2 separate regions of the Mus musculus genome follow, and region 2 is linked to region 1. A link is a contact called in public Hi-C data. All regions are on one chromosome and are shown on one strand. Each heading gives the region's core, a stretch centred on a gene start, on an enhancer-like site or on the middle of the called end of the contact. The rest is flanking DNA. Distances are from core to core; before and after follow the strand shown. Region 1 has its middle 35 kb from the start of 1700026J12Rik. Region 2 overlaps Bbx (bobby sox HMG box containing).

Region 1 (4,867 bases), core at 2,181-4,680:
CTCTTTGAAAGCAGGATATTTTACTTTTACTACTGAACACAAGGCAAGTTCCTGTAGAAAGGTACAAATTGGCCCCTGGCAAGTTTCACTATTGAGGACCATTTTAAATTTGGATATGACATTTCCTGGTTACTTATGTTCCTATTGATCAGGACCAATTTCTTTCTTTAATTCTTTTCATTGGCTAAATATACCTACCAGAATAATTTATATAGAGAGATATTGTCTGTTGGAAAGGCATATTAAATCATGGTTTATAAAAGTAGCATCCAGAATTTTATAACTACAGTGGCAATGACTTGTATAATAAATTTTTCATATACAAAGACAACATGAGGAAAGCAACTACATATTTTTATGATGTGACTTGTTATGGAACATTTTATTATGGTGAAGGAGAGCTAAATAATAATGAAAATAGGTAGCAAAAAGTGGGGTCCTTGCTGTGAGGATAGCTAATAATGCCATTTGGAAATGTTTGGAACTGGTTTATAGGAGCAGTCTGAAAAATGCTGGCATATTATTTACCACTGACAAATTTATAAGCAGAGATTAGTAAGTTATTCTGGCAACCACCAGGGATCCAGAATTCACATAGAAATGTGGACACCAGAGACTACACTGATGGACTTTCAAATTACAATATTACCTTTTAGGGAACTGGACTACAGGCCATCCATTTTACACTTTACTAGATGACTTGGCTATGTGTTATCCACAACATGAGAGGTTTTCTGAACTAAATTTGTAAAGATGCCAAAACAAATTGGATTTTCTTACCTAACTGATGAAATTTCCAGACAGTGTTCAGATTCTACCATTGTTTTTTACTGAGTGCTTTGGGGGCCTTAATCACTTCAAGAACCAACAGGAAAGAACAGAGTAGAAAGACTGAAAATTTGAGCTATAGCTGAAAAGGAAATGTGTTTGAAGGTACTGCCAAAAATGTTCTAAAGAGAATAGTGACGTTAGAAAGAGTTTCTACAGGAATGATAGAAAAGATGTATTCAGTGGATCTAGAGAATCAGTGAGACCCTACCTAGTGCAGATTCAATGCAGTAAACCTATAAACTCCCTTCAAACACCATCCTTTATAAAGAGAGTCTTGGGGTAACTTGTTTCCATGAGCTGGCCTAGTGAACTATTTTAAGGTGATATGGTTTTGCAAAGGCAGTCACCAGTACACTCAAAGATATTTTCAACTGTAGTTCAACTGTGCCCATATATAGCTCCCATTGGTTACAGATTTTATTAGCATCATGTGAAGCTACCTTTGCAACCACCCAGAACACAAAATACAGGAATAGTGAGGGTTTCAACAAGGAATTTCCCAGGAAAGCTTGGGAAACCATGTACTATGTGGTGTGCTCAGAGTTCCTGGAAGTATCCCATGGCTAGGTGACTAATACTGAGGCTGTGTGGACAACACAGGGGACTTCAGAATTAGAGGGTATGAAAGGCTTACAATGTCAAGGAAAGCTATACGAAATCAGTGTATCCAGTCTGAGAATAGCCATGTTAATCAGCCAACAAAGCGGTATGGGAGGTGTCCCCAAGTGCTTGGAAACACATATTCTATGACAAGGTACCCTAGACATCAGCTATGAAGACTGAGGATTCAATGTTTGCTGTACTGGGTTTCAGTCTTGTGTTTTTCTAATGATTACTTCTTATGTCTCTCATCCTCTGTTCTGGAATGGGAATGAGGTGTTTGTTTGTTTGGTTTATTATATTTTAATTTAAAGTGGTGAGGATACCATACTTGAATGTTTAACCTGTGCTAATGGTTATTAAACATATACAACTATTGTTTTTTTTAACTTTTAAAATTGTTGACAGAGCTCTCAGTGAAGAGCTTCTTTGGAGCACTAAGTAGAGACTTTAGATTGAACTTTTAACCAGTGCTAAAATAATTTAGGCCTGAGGGACTTTTATCTGTGAGATGAATACAAGTCTGTGGGATGGAGTGCTGAATGCTATAATTTGAGTATGGAGTGTCCCCCTTTGGGGGACATCTGATGACAAGGCTGTGCTACAAGCTTGCTTGCCAGCCTGTGTTACCTTTAGAAATTATGGAAACCTTGGAGTGTAGGATCTAGGGGAAGAAAGTTAGGGCTGGAGGGGTTAAGCCCTTGAAGGACATATTAAGAGAACCGTACACTTCTCAACCTTCTTAATTCTGGGACCCTTTAATACAATTACTCATGTTGTGGTTGATCCACCCCAACCATAAAATTATTCATGTTACTACTTCATAACTGTAATTTTGCTACTGTTATGAATTGTAATGTAAATAGTTTTGGAGATAGATAGAGGTTTGGCAAGGGAGGTCTCAACCCAAAAGTTGATAACCACTGTATAAAGAGCCCAGTGCCTAGGTTTCCTCTCTCCTAACTGATTGGACAGCATGAAGCAAACATAGCTTCCCTGTAACTTCCTTCTGCTTGGAAGTGAGAGATCAGATCTTGGGTCTAGACTCCATCTTAGGGAACCTGACCTAAAATCGAACTATAGTTAACTAAAAAGCCTGAACCTAGCACCAGTTTCAAGGTTACTCCCCAACAAGCCATCATCTAGCACTAGTTTCCAGGTTCCAAGCCTGCCCCTGGCACTCCACTTCCTAACAACCACCAATCAGGAGGGAAACAGGAGTTTTAAGTTTATGGTTTGGCTCCCTAGCACCAGCGAATTATGTTAAAGGGCAATAAAATCCCATAATAGCCCCCAATCCGATGTGTGCCCAGCTAGAAATCCCTCTTGCTTGCTTCCCGTTTCCTATAAAACATTGTCTTGCTGAGCGCTCGGAGCTCCCCCTTCTGCTCTGTTTCATTAGAGAAGGCAGTGTGGCCCAAGCTTGAGTTTCCAATAAAGAGTTGGCTCCTTAGTGGTCTTTGGGGGTTCACAAAATTGGTACAAAAAGGTACTGTGGTCCCGTGAAATAGTATCATGTAACTACACGTTAAAACCTTTGCAATCATTAGACAATTACACACCCCACTCTCCTCCTGTGTGCTTTGATTACCTTAGGTATTTTATAATAGGAAAAGCTTGCTAGTATTATACTAGTTAAGTGGTTTTTACAAGTGGTTCAATCAGTTTATTAAAATAGTTGACTTAGGCATCTGCAACAGTGATTTCAGCCTCCACTCCTGGCTCAATACTGATTGGAAGAAACTTAACCATCACAGGACTGTGCAAGGCAACGATTGGCCGGTGGACTCTCAGGAGGAAACGAGCCTTGTCTTTTAATCTCCACCACATGGTGTTTTTCTTGGAGTGATTCTTGGTGTCTTGTAGGCATGCAAGCTGCCTTTTCCCTTTTCCATTTCTTTTTCCTTTTGCTTCTGGTCAAGTCAGCACACACCTCAGAGATTGCACATTCTGTCTACTGAGGATCATTCCAATTATGTGAATCACCACTTCCCAGTGCACAGGCATCTTGCCAGTGCTTGAAAGCCATGCCTCAAAACTGTTTTGTTCTTCTGCTGGAGCAAGCAAGCAGCAGTGAGTCATCTTAGGTAGAAGACATTCTGCTTCTTCTAATGTAACAAAGCATCTATGTTTCACGTTAGAATAGGAATGTGTTTGCTTTTTAATCCTTAAAAGACTCCAGCGTCTTTCCTGAAACTCTGGTCTTCTGTTTTTCATTCCAGACCTACCATTATAAGGTATTGAGGTTCTTTTTTTTTTTTTTTCAATTCATCTTCTCACTTAGCTCTCGTGTCATTTGAGGATGATGGACAGCATGACTGATGTATCCCCATTTGACAGCTGAGTAAACTGATGCCTCAGTAAGGTGAAATAGTCTCTGATCTAAATATAGAGAGGGGCTGTGACCATGAAGGAATATACAGTGTCTATAAACCCCAGGCTCTGGGATAAATGCTGATTATGGAACTGTTTTCATCTGGCCTGAGTTCAAAGCCATGAACTCCACAGTCTCTTAGTCCCAGGGGAGAAGCAACTTTGTATTGCTTTCACCTTTTGGCTGATAGTTCATTTCTGTAAGGAAGGATTATGGACCAAAAAAAAAAAAAAGCTAATTAAAAATTATATGAATTGCAGTACTTTAAGTAATTGTTTGTAAGGCCAATCCTACTAAATGAATCACTCATTTATCTCTAATACTTGGCCCCATTTTTCTAATCTACCCAGCATGGCTATCACAAGGTTGTCTTAGTTACTTAACTACCCATGATATGTCCCTGCATAGCCACTTCTAACCTCAGGGATTGTTCTGTTATTGTATTTGATTTGATGAATTATAATTAACTACATGGAAATACAATTGCGCCAAAGAAATCCAGTGACTGAAAACTGGGAACCGATCCAAGACTGGTTGGTTTGTGATGGAGACACAATGTCCTACATAACTGGCTTGAATTATAATTGGTCACATTAAAGTCTAATGTTGTCTAACTCTGAGTACCAGAACAGCATTCCGTTTTTATGGTGCACTGCTGAATAATTTTGGAATTAAGACACACAGTAACCTGATGCTAACTCACACTGTAAATCTGACTTCCAAATTCCCAATTAGCTGAAGTTGGGCATGCAGCCTGGATGTTTAAAAGGAGTGAAGAGTAACATTTGTTTAGAGATTTTAATTTAGGATCCGTTCTTCCCCTTCAGGTTAAGTCAGTGTGAGCCTTTAGCCTTCCCTGAAAGTACCAGGAAACTGAGTTACAGAATCCTTTTCTGAGCTTCTTTTCTTTATTTTTTGGCTGAGAGATCCTACTGACCTGGGGGCCTCGTTCCATTGGTCAAATTCTATTGAGAAAGTCTGAGAGGCCCAGTCACAAATTCTCATTCTCCGGTCTTTCCTACCTTGTTTCCTGACAGTGTTCAAACATCACACATCACATAG
Region 2 (5,252 bases), core at 1,256-3,755, 1.0 Mb before region 1:
GGCACAACCACTCTGGAAATCAATCTGGTGATTCTTCAGAAAACTGGAAAAAGTCCTACCTAAAGACCCAGCTATACCACTGCTGAACATATACACCAAAGAAGATCCAACATATAACAAGGACATGTGCTCCACTGTGTCATAATTTATAATTGCTAGAAGCTGGAAACAAACCAGATGTGTACCAACAGAAAAATTATACAGAAAATGTGGTACATTTACGCAATGGAATACTACTCAGCTATTAAAAACGATGACTTCACAAATTTTGCAGGCAAATATCCACTAGAAAATATCATCCTGAGTGAATTAACACATGTTTGGAATCCATCAAGAGTTTAATCTGTTGGCTGAGTCAGAGCCCTCAGAATGCAGTCACATTCCAAAGGCTGTAACTCCTAGCTGGGACCAAGCCTTTAACTCCCCAGACTTTGGGGAAGGAATAAGCAAGCACCTTGTGGCCAAGCCCTGATACAGATTTACTTTAGTGTTGAAACACTTTGACGTTTAACACGGATACAGATTTACTTTAGGGTTCAAACACTTTGTGATTTTAACCAAGGAAGATCTTGTACTCCTCTGGGGAGATGGCAATGATTTACTTTTTAAACAATAGCAAACTTAAGTTGCCTTAAAATGTAACTTTATGGTTTTCTCAGTGATGGACGAAAAGAAATTCTCTGGATGACTTTGTACTCAGCGCAGCACCCTTAGGCTTGGCTTGTTCTGCAGTTTGAACAGATGTCTTAATTTTGACCTGAATTTATTTCTGTGAGGAACGCAGGCTAGGTATTCTGCACAGTTTATTCTGAGTCTGTAGTTATGTGATCATTTTGAGGGAAGAATTGGATATTTAGGGTTTTTGTGCTTTTTCTTTTCCTCCCCCCCCCCCCCCCAATAACAGAATGCCACAGTCTGGGAAATGTATAAGATGATTTTTTTTTTTTTTTCTCTTGATCCTGAAGCCTGAGAAATTCAGGCGAAGATGCTAGAGTCCAAAAAAGGCCCTTATTAGCTCACTCTTTCTTTTTTTCTTTCTTTCTTTCTTTCTTTCTTTCTTTCTTTCTTTCTTTCTTTCTTTCTTTCTTCCTTCCTTCCTTCCTTCCTTCCTTCCTTCCTTCCTTCCTTCCTTCCTTCCAAATGTGTGTGTGTAGATTTTTTGATTATTTGGGAATTTCATGTCATGAACCCCAATAACACTTCCCAGTTTTTCCAGGTCTGTTCTCCACCCTTAAGACCTCCCCCTGCCCCAATAAGGAAGAAGAATGAAAAAGGGGGAAGAAGAAGGGAGGAGGAGGAAGAGGAGGAGCAGGGAAGAGGAGGAGGAGAAGGAGAAGGAGAGGGGAACAGTATTCTGTTTGTGTTGTCCATACTCCCTGGAGCATGGTCAAACTCCCAGTGAGCAGCCCCTTAAGGAAAGCTGAGGCGGAAGAGTATAAAGACCAGGTGCACTGGAGAGGAACAAAGACTGTCCAAATGGATTGCGTTAATCCTCTGTGAAGGTAATGAGTGCACTCCTACAGTAATGGCTTCAATCTAGTCAGTAAGAACATAGTTCCCCAGAAAAATTCATTTTAAAAAGTTCTGAACCTTGAACTGTGGATAAGCCTCTAACATATGGAGTTTGGGGTCAGATTCAAGCCATAGTATAGTTAAAATTAAGTAGAAACAGTCCTTGTGAGTGTATTAGATAATATTAATAGAGAAATGCATTCTCACAGTTTTTAAATTAAATGTATATTTCAAAATTAAAATATGATTAAATCATTTTCTTTTTTCTTTTTTTCCTCCTTCCATCTATCTTCTGCCTTCCATACCCACAGATTCACGACCTCTTTGTTTTAATTGCTATTGTTTGTGTGTGTGCGTGTGTGTATATCTATAGATATAGATATGTAGATAATAGATATATAAATACATCCTGCTGAGTCTGTTTAATGTTGCATGTGTATGATTTCAGTGATAACCACAGTGTTACAATCACAGAATATAAAGTTTTAGAGAGAAAAATAGTTATACTTATGTCTCATATAATTAGACCCAAAAATCATTAATGCTACATCTGTTTTACATGAGAAAAGTAGAGCTTACTGGTACCTTATCTCAATTTCCTTGAAATTAGAAGTAAATGTCACAAGCGCCTGGAAAGAGTCATCTTGTGTGAATACACTGCTGCTCTCTGGCTGTACAACTGGTGCTAGAAACTTTGAGCGTTGGTGTGCCTTTATTCTTTGAGTAAGTGCCAGTACCACCTTTGACCTGGAAAGATGGGTCTGGGTGTCCTGGTGTTAGTCCAGCAGTGTGGAACTCACTGTATCACTGGCCTTTTAATTTATCACAGATTCCAAGTATATCATAATTGCATAAAAGGCCCTCTTTGCCCTGAAATGTTAACTTTTATATCAGTTGAAAGTTCTTGGACAGGAAACATTTGCTCTAGCAATGACTCTGGAGTCTGCATGATCAGCGGGATGACTGATCCCAGTGTGTTGCTGCCAAGTACAGGGAAGACATGGAGAAGTGCGGTGTGTGAGCTGCTTTGACTCACCCGTTCCTTTGGCAGCGGCTGCAGGCCCGTGGCAGCAGTACAAAATCTGTGTACTTGCACATTTCAAAGCTGCTTTTCTTAGGCTCCCCGAGCAGTTTGTATAGAGGTGGAGCCAAAGTAAGATGTCTACAGACTCAGTCTCAAAAGCAGTTCGCATGTAACCTACAAAGGACCCCTTTGAGATTTGTCTTATCACTATGGTCCTCAGTCTTCTTTCAAAGCCGATGCAGGCGAATTGTGTTCAGCCTGAGCTGAAATCTAGTGGAGAGAGTTTTTCCAAATTCCAGCCTTAGGATTATTTAGATTGGCGGGGCTGCTGCCTCTAGGACTGGATGAGGTGAACCATAAGTTAGAGATAAGTGAAATAGCCAAGGCATTCGTCTATCTACGGTTAGTATTTGCATCTGAATTTATAGCTTTCACTTCATATGTACATTTACTGTGCAGAATCTGGTTCTGTGAATAGCAAGACATACAGTGCAAAATTACAGCGATGAGAAGCGTAACCCTAATGTGAAAGTCAGCTACAAGTGTCAGCTGTCAAAGGCTGAGAGATAGGAAGACACATGGTGACAGGAACCAGTCCAAGAAGAAAGAATGTGTGGTCTATCTCCACCTACTCTGGGAGATGATGGGAGAGAAAAGATGCCACCTGTGAGGAAAATTAGGACTCTCTTCTCAAATACTAAGTGCCAGGCCATGCGTGCTCTTTGTGAGCCTGTGATCCTGAGCACTCACCGAGGTGGCTCTGCCCCCACAGTCTCAGCAAACGCTGTGGACCAAGTTGGCGGAAAACAAACGTCTCCTTGTACCCATTTGGTGAACAACACAGATTCCCAAACTGATGGGTTTGTTCTGGGAAGCCGCCTCATCCCAGTCCCACTGATGTCATGGTAGAAGATGGACTCAGTTTAACTCTCTCGTTTGCCTTTCAGACCGACCTAAGTAGCAGTTCCCATATGGACCTCGTAGAATCAAAGCGTAGACAGTTAAGGAGGTTTCTCTTTCCTTAAGGCAATATTAATGAAGACATCTCATTTCTGTCTGAAAAAGAAGGAGCCAGTGTGATTTAGGGAAAGAGATCTAATCGAGTGATCAAGAGACCCTGGCTCTGACGATAATTAGCTCAGTGCACTTGAGTTAACCTTTGATATCTGTGGATCTTGTTTTCTCCCTTTGTAAGTTGGATGGTACCCAAGAATCGGATTTGCAGTGCCACCTCCGATGAAATGAATGGTTCCACTTTTAAAAGAATAACTCCTTAAGCTGAAATTATTCTGCAAACTATAACACTAGGATCAGTAGTAACAAATGCAGAAGTCCTCACAGAAATGAGTTGTGACAGGAACCATAAAACTTTTCAGAGTAGAGTGTCTTTCAAGTAAATTATTAATTTTTATATTACAATGTGAAATTCTAAAGAAATCTAAAAGAAAAGCTTAATACATATGTGATGTGTGTGTAAATATATAAATATATATGTGTGTGTGTATATATATATACATACATACATACATACATACATATACATACATGCTATGCATGCACTATCTTTAAAAACATATAACAAAACTACTACCCATCCCATCCTAGTTTGATTTCTGTTGCTGTGACAAAACACCATGATCAAAAGCAACTTGGGAAGGAAAGGGTTTATTTGGCTTGCGTGTCCCAGTCACAGTGCATCATGAAGGCAAGTCAGGCTACAAACTCAAGGCAGAAACTGAAGCAGAGACTCTGGAGTAACATTGCTCACTGGCTTGTTCCTCATGGCTCACTCAGTCTGGTTTTCTCACAGTGAGCTGGGCCTTCCTACGTCAACCATTAGTAAAGAAAATGCCCGTGTGACTTTCCTACAGGCCATCCTGATGGACACAGTCCTCACTTGAGAGTCCCTCTTCCCAGCTACGTCTAGTTGGGTTAAGTTGACCAACTAAGCAGCACATGCTGCAAACCTCTTGTGATGTAATCTGAGCTCAAGAATGGTCTGCAACTGTGATAGTTCCAGTAGATACTGATTTTACTTGATTAAATATAAATGTGAACGTTTATTTGATTATGGAAGAATAACTGAAATGACTATTTGGTCCGCTTTCTCAGCCTCCGTTCAGCCATGTGTATTTCTACTGTGTTCCATTTGGCATCAGCTTCATTTTAACTGGTTATGACTCGTGTTGCTGCCATGCCTGCTGGTATAAGAAGGCCTCAGCAGCTGTGCTGACAGAGACATGACCTCCTTTCCTGCTTTTGTGCAAGTCCTTCTTGGAAGTCCTGCTGGTTTCTAACTATCAGATGGAGCTTGGTTAGCATAAGTGAATATGTTCTGCTATGGCATAGAATAACAATAATTACCTTCCTAATGTAATTATACTTCTTGATATAATAATCTCATATCATTAGCACAAGTAAATAAGAACATGCTTGTTAAGCTGGCTCTCCCTTCAGACTATATCTGCATCTTTATTTGTCTTCTGCACATCTTAAATTTTCATTGGCCTGTTCTTGTCCTGTGTGATGGTGGTATAGGTTTAACTTCAAATGTAATATTAATATTGCCAAATAGTGGTGTGTGTGTGTGTGTGTGTGATATTAAATGATGTAATGAGTTAGTCTAGCTGAGATCAGTAATTGATGAGGAGGGGCTGTAAGGGATAGACAGTTCCTCACTTTCCTCAGCTTTATACAAGATTATGTCATTTTAGTA

Evidence for each region. A called contact is a pair of places that touch in the nucleus more often than the background predicts.
Region 2: a Hi-C map of adipose-derived mesenchymal stem cells shows a contact between it and region 1, with 2.6 times the contacts expected there. The contact joins two enhancer-like sites. A contact is called at or near these places in 2 of 15 datasets of contacts at CTCF or cohesin (large pre-B cells and pro-B cells), 23 of 484 Hi-C or Micro-C datasets (B cells, the C2C12 cell line, CD4 T cells and 17 more) and 1 of 115 datasets of contacts at active chromatin or transcription factors (astrocytes).

Annotation. Positions count from the first base shown.
Region 1 is chr16:49,287,859-49,292,725 of GRCm38.p6, reverse strand. No RefSeq gene overlaps it. Among named protein-coding and RNA genes, the nearest start is that of 1700026J12Rik, 35 kb to the right of the region's middle. Within about 2 kb of position 3,430, at least 83 of the 459 cell types and tissues checked have an H3K27ac peak or open chromatin away from gene starts, as enhancers often do. A contact at or near this core is called in the C2C12 cell line, adipose-derived mesenchymal stem cells, embryonic fibroblasts and 1 more, where this site is marked.
Region 2 is chr16:50,306,909-50,312,160 of GRCm38.p6, reverse strand. All of the region lies in intron 3 of Bbx (bobby sox HMG box containing), which reads left to right. Among named protein-coding and RNA genes, the nearest start is that of Bbx, 120 kb to the left of the region's middle. Within about 2 kb of position 2,505, at least 105 of the 459 cell types and tissues checked have an H3K27ac peak or open chromatin away from gene starts, as enhancers often do. A contact at or near this core is called in the C2C12 cell line, adipose-derived mesenchymal stem cells, embryonic fibroblasts and 1 more, where this site is marked.